Linked DNA regions of Mus musculus: region 1 is linked to region 2. The links are chromatin contacts, called in public HiChIP or PLAC-seq maps. All regions are on one chromosome and are shown on one strand. The core of a region is the stretch at or near the end of the contact, and the rest is flanking DNA. Distances in the headings are between cores, read along the strand shown.

Region 1 (2,996 bases), core at 473-2,972, 130 kb after region 2:
TTTATGTGTGGGTATGCATGCATGTGTGTGTATATACACGTGTGTGCACACATGTAGAGGGCAAAGGTCAACATTGCTGTTCCCCCAGGAGCCATCCACCTTGGGTCCCCTCCCCCCGAAGATTTGATAATTGTATGTTGTATGCATATGTGTGTGTGTGAGAGTGTGGGTGCCCTTGGAGGGTGAAAGAGGGCTCTGAGCCCCTCCACCTGGAGTTTATAAGGGGTTGCGAACTGCCGATGTGGATTCTGGGAATGGAACTCTGTTCCTCGGCAAGAGTGGTACACACTGTCTCTACCTGATTAACCCGTCCCTCCAGACGTGACTTGGGTTTCTGAGACAGGATCTGGAAACTGGGACTCACTGATGAAATTGGGCTGGCTGGTCAGCAAGCCCCATGGACTCTGTTCTCAGCTCCACAGTCCTGGGGTTCCAGGCATGTAGTGCTGCACACAGCTCCTCCAGAGTCCTGCCTTGCATTCTGGAGATCTTAAGTCAAGTCCTCATGCTTGCATGGTAAGGACAAGCTTTTCTCCCAGCCCTTGGAGAAACTTGGTTTGATGCTCAGGTCTGCTACGGGGCAGTGGTGTGTAGAGCTATGGCTGGGCAAACAGCATTAGCAGGCTCTGGACAGACTGGGGTGGGGCTAGTGGGGAGTCTATTCAGAGTCTTTGAACGTCCTGATCTTCAAGGGACCAGGAAAGAGGACCAGAATCTTGTTGAAGCTTGGTGGCCTGCTTTGGGAAAGATAGCCCAGCTTATGTGAGCAGCCTGGATGGAAGCATCTCTGGTTTTTGTGACTCATTCTGGGACAGAGGAGGGTCAGGAACACTCATATACCAAGGCCTTGTAGTTCCCGGGGGCTTTCTGTGCCCCACATACCAAGCACTTACTATGGTCTGTAGCCACCGGTGCATAGTTCTGGAGATCTAGTCACGCTCTGCCTTATTTTATCCCACAGAACACATGTCGGAGGCGAGACTTATGGCCAGAGACGTCATCAAGACTGTTCCACACGACCAGGTCCCCCAACCTCCAGTGGCCTCTGAGACTCCCAGCATGAAGGAGCCTGTGAGAGACGTGGACCTCATGGAGTGCGTGGAAGGCAGGTAGGGCCTGACTGGACTCTCCACTGGACATGGGTTGGAACAGCACCTTCTATATAGAGGAGTGGGGGGAAGGGGAGTGGGGAGATAACAGGGCAAGGAGCTCCTGGAGGTCCCCCCACCCACACAGGGCTCCAGTGTGTTTCCTGGGTGTCGGGACCAGCACAATGCAGCCTGAACCTGGGCCATCTGGTTTCACTAGTAGAGGGCTTATCTGTTGTTGCCTCTGTGTCCAGAAGGCCAAGTCCCTCCCTGCTCAGGCTCTGAGACCCATCCTTCATTTCCCAGCAGAAAGAGAGAGCAGCCATACTGGCCAGGGCGAGTCCTTCTGCACATAGGCAGGTCAGCACAGGCTCTTCACGTGTACCCTCAGCTTCAGGGTTCTCTGCCACTCTGGTTGTGGAATCAGTGTCGCCTCACTTTCTGCTCCATTCCTGAGTGGAATGAAGCCGGGGACAGTGTTTTCCTGGGGGGTCTCTCAGGGAATAGGCGGGACTAAATCCGCTCAACTCGGTTGCCAGGCGACCTTCCAGGTTCCTTGAACCCTTGTGACCATCAGAATCAGGAAGAAACCTAGGACACTGGGTGTGTGGAACAGGTGGCTCTGGAGATGCCCTCTGTAGGGACTTTCCAGTGAGCTGCTGTGTCGCTGGTGTGGAATGTGTGGGCAAACCCCAGGAAGGGCTTAGCCAGGCTGGTTTCAGTGTGTGTGTGTGTGTGTGTGTGTGTGTGTGTGTGTGTGTGTGTGTGTTTGTGTGTGTATTCACCACACAAGTGTGTCTCCTGTTTCAATGGAGACTTTTTATTGTTTTTAAAAGATTTATTTTATGTGCATGAGTGCTTGCCTGCACGTATGTCTGTGCCCTTCGTACATCCCTGGTGCCTGCAGTACTCAGAGGAGGACGCTGTAGCCCTTGGAACTGAAATTACAGGTGGCTGTAAACAATCATGTCGTCTGCCTGAGCAACAAGTACCTTAGCTGCTGAGCTACCTCTCCAGCCCCTGAGATTTTCTTTAAATTGAAGGCACGTGCTACCAGTGTAGATGGTGGAGGGAATTGAATTTGGTTTACTGCTCTCCATCTGGAGAAGGTGCAGGCACCAGTGTTCTGAGACTGGGAACCAGGGACAGGTCTCCGGGAGCAGGATAGACTGAGACCCTATAGGAAGCCAACTGAAGGGGCTCCAAGCACACACACCCCACACTTGTTCTTCAATGTTCACCAGGTAGGCCCCTCCCCAAGATTCTCTAAAGGAAAGTTCCTGGAGTAAGCAGAAGTAAGCTGTCCCTGACTTCCGGGCAGGTTCACAAGACATCCCCTAGTACTTTTGTGTCTGACTTCCGCAAGAGGCAGACATGGGGTATAGGCTGGGATAGGTCTCAGTAGCCTGTGGTTTATCCTACAGGGGCACATTTGAAATGGCTCTTACTCATAAGTGCACCCATGGATAAGAGGGACACCGAGGAGGTTTGCTGCTAGCCCCCCCGCCCCGCTCCCTCCTTCCCCCAGTATCCCACTGCCTTCCTCTTGCTGGGTCCTGAATTCCATGGAAATTAGGCTGGGTGTGTGGTATGGCCTCCCCAGCATAACCACACCAAACTGCCTTATGTATGCCTTCCTGCAGAAACCAGGTGGCCTTGAGGCTGGCCTGCATCGGCGATGAGATGGACCTGTGTCTGCGGAGCCCCCGTCTGGTCCAGCTGCCTGGGATTGCTATACACAGGTAACCAGTTACCCAGGGTGAACCGGACAGGGCTGGGCCCCAAGGGAGCCCTGCAAACCTTGGAAGAGGAGTATGGGAGTTCTCAGGCAAGCTTGAAACCCCTTGCCTTCCAGCCCCCACGTGGGTCCCCCCAAATCCTCCCTCTGGCCTTAGCAGTAGATCAAGC
Region 2 (3,248 bases), core at 705-3,204:
ACATATAACCTGCCAGCAAGAAACTAATTAAAAAAGCCACATTGGTGGCCAATGCCTGACATCTCAGCACTTAGGAAGCTCAAGAGGCAAAAGGACTGCTGGGTTCAAGGCCGCCTGGGTTGCAGAACATGCCCTAGGCCATCTGAGCCACAGTGTGAGACCCTAAGGCCAGCACACAGTAAGCCCTCCTTAGACAGTTATTAAGCAATCCTGTTTAAGAGGCACTCCTTAGGAATCCAGGAGCAAGAATGTGGCAAGAGTGCCTAGGTTCCTACTTCTAGTGACTTTTCTAGCTGTACAATGTCACACGTGTCCCAGAGCCAGTCTTTTGCCAGCATGCAGAAGCTTAGAGGTTAACAGATGAGGCCACAGCTGCCCTTGGCCCCAGCTGGAGGCTGGCATAACCTCCTCCTACCATTTCAGGCCTGATAACAGGTATCAGGTACACAAAGGATGTGTTACATAAGACGTCTAGCTTCACTTTAATCCCTTTAGTTCATTCCAGAGGAAAAACCAAGAGGCCTTCCTGAGGCCTACAGGCTACTGCAGAAAGCACGGGGGTCCGAGAACTGTGCTTGCCTGTCTTCCCTGAAAGATGAGAGGAAGCTCTCCTCTGAAATCCCTGCCAAGCACTAGCCGCAGAGGGCAGCAGTGGTACACACACGGCCTTCCCAGGCCACTTTCTGTCCCATGGGTACACAAGCTTCTTTCTTACTCATTACCTGCACAGAATATTCTTCAGTCCCTAGGAAATGTCTGCCTCTTCCGAGTCACTGTGCAGCCCCAGGGTGAGGTGGGCAGCCAGCAGTCTTTAAATAAGTGTACACAGTTAGTCATTCATTCCACAAACATCTCCCACATACTAGCAACTGTCCTAAACTGCTAACAGTCTCTGTCCTCCTGGAGTTGATATTCTCCCTAGGATACCCTGCCATGCAGCTAAGTGACAGAGCCACACAGTGTGCTAAATTCTAGGACAGAGGAAATATAGGTGCTAGGGAAAGAAGTGTGAGGGACAGGGACTTGGTGAGATCAAGTATGTCCTCAGAAGACTCCAAAAGACGGGAAGTAGGGACAGGTACCTCTCAGTAAAGGGACAGGAGAGTGACGGGCCTGCTATGTACTAGGCTCAGGGAGGTCAGCACCAAAAGCTGCAGAGGGACCAATGGGATCTCACCTACAGGATGCACAGTAACTTGGACTGGACCTCTGCACTTAGCTTTTCAGAACTAAAACCACGCAGTAAGACATGCTATTTAAAACCAAGCATGGGGCACTTAAGAGCATTTACTGCTCTTGCAGGTGATGCCAGTTTGGTTCCCAGGATCCACGTCAGACAGCTCACAACCATCTGAACACCTAGCTCCAGGGGAATCCGATGTGTCTGGCCTCTTTGGGCACCTGTGCCTCATACACATGTCCCCTTTCACTCACACATACACTCACATAATTAAAAGTAAATCTTAAAAAAAAAAAAAACAAAGCCCAAGCTTGTATATTTTGTATCTGTCCTTAGCTCTGCACATTATCCAACCTCAATGTGAGAAGTTACCATCTATCCTGGGACCTGTTTCAGCTGCAAGTTTACCCTATGGATAAGCTCAGCCAGGAGAGCTAAGAGTTCACTGTGGGACTGTTCAGAAAAAAAAAAAACAACCCTGAAAACTCAGAGCTACTTTGGTGTCCATCAAATGCTGATACTGTAGCGGGGAGAAGTGACTCAGAGGCGTGAGTCTGGCACCAGGGAGGCTGAGGAAGTAGAACCGACAAGGTCAGCTTTCCCAACAGTAAACTCCTGTCTGAGAAAGGAAAGAAAGATGAGAAGAGACTTAAAAGGAGAAGAGGAAATACACTTGAAGCATGGGGCACCAGGCAGCCAGGACAAGGGCTGTGCAGAGATGGAACACAGGCAGCTGCGGGGCAGCATCATACGTGTCCTGCTGGACGGCAGCAACTGTGACCTCTCAAAGCTCATGGCTACACAGTCCTCACTCAGTCACATGTGCCCCTGGCATGGGGAGACTCTACTGTTAACAGCCTCCTGAGCTATTTGAAATGTCATCCAACCACACAGAATGCTTTTGAAAGAAATACCAAACCGGCAAAGACATTTTGTTTCCTGAATGATGCCATGTTGGGATGAAGGGTGGTCCCACATGGCCACATCCCAGGACAAGCCTCCCAGCTTCGAGAGAAATCAGCCCAGTGACCATGCATGCCCCTCCATGGCCTCCACAGCTCCAGCTCTGCTCGCTTCCCACCAAACTGTCAGTCCCCAAGCCTCGCCCTCCCACCCCACCCCCAGAGCACACAGCTCTGACCAAGTGGGTACTCTACTGCCACTGCACTGTAGGTACAGCCAGTTCACGCCTCCTGTCTGCCATGCCCTTCCTGCACTACAGACCTGGGTGAGGCAGGCAGTATCCTAGCCTCAAACTCCCACTCAAAACCACTTTCAATGTCTAACACCTTTTTGTATTTTGTCTGTCTGTCTGCCTGCCTGCCTATCAACAGGGTCTCTCTACATAGCCCTAGCTCTCCTGAAACTCTGTAGATTAGGTTAGCCTCAAACTCACAGAGTTCCATCTACCTCTGCTTCCTGAGTGTTAGGATTAAAGGCTACACCACCACACCACAAATGGGAACTCCGAGGGCGTGGGTCTGTATCACTGCCCTCTTTTCTTCACGGCCTTCTCTGTAGCATCCACGTTTCTTTGGATACCTCACTCTGCTAAAACTTGTCAGACATTTTAGGGGGGGGGGCTGAAGTCTGAGTGACTTTGAATCAGGGAGATGAGATCCACAGAAGGAAACTATTTGAAGAGGTTTTAACTCCAGTGGCTAAAATTACTTTATCAATACACCTGTCCCCTTCCCATTTTATTCTATGTTCTTTTCTTCAAGTCCTTCTAAAGGCTGAAAGAGAGCCCAGCACTACCATATTCATCACAAGTGGGTTCAGCGGCTCAACAACAATGAAAAGCTCAGGCTCTGCTCCCTCCAACCACACAGGCACCCTCCAGCCCAGCTGAGGCCCTCTGCTGCCAGCTTCAGTGTGTGTCCACTCAGTCCCTTAGGAAGAAGGACAGGGGTCCTGCATCTCTTGAGCACACAAACCACCTGGTTCAGGCCTGAGCTAACACATGGCCTCACACCATTGGTTAAGAAGAAACATGTGTTTCAACTCAGCTACCTGGCACAACCTATTTTGCTTCCAATGACTTCATCTGGAAAAGGGAACATTCCTT

What was found. HiChIP or PLAC-seq counts read pairs in DNA pulled down with a chosen protein or histone mark.
Region 1: a contact with region 2 is called in an HNF4G HiChIP or PLAC-seq map of pancreatic cancer cells. The contact joins two enhancer-like sites. A contact is called at or near these places in 1 of 39 promoter capture datasets (embryonic stem cells), 2 of 115 datasets of contacts at active chromatin or transcription factors (pancreatic cancer cells and trophoblast stem cells) and 3 of 9 other capture datasets (adipose tissue, liver and pancreatic islet).

The regions. Positions count from the first base shown.
Region 1 is chr15:83,540,334-83,543,329 of GRCm38.p6, forward strand. It overlaps Bik (BCL2-interacting killer), which reads left to right. Exons shown (of 5, transcript NM_007546.2): 2 at 962-1,109; 3 at 2,732-2,830. The coding sequence starts at 967. Among named protein-coding and RNA genes, the nearest start is that of Mcat, 14 kb to the right of the region's middle. Within about 2 kb of position 1,723, at least 21 of the 459 cell types and tissues checked have an H3K27ac peak or open chromatin away from gene starts, as enhancers often do. A contact at or near this core is called in pancreatic cancer cells, where this site is marked.
Region 2 is chr15:83,408,592-83,411,839 of GRCm38.p6, forward strand. All of the region lies in intron 1 of Pacsin2 (protein kinase C and casein kinase substrate in neurons 2), which reads right to left. Among named protein-coding and RNA genes, the nearest start is that of Gm41368, 25 kb to the left of the region's middle. Within about 2 kb of position 1,955, at least 101 of the 459 cell types and tissues checked have an H3K27ac peak or open chromatin away from gene starts, as enhancers often do. A contact at or near this core is called in pancreatic cancer cells, where this site is marked.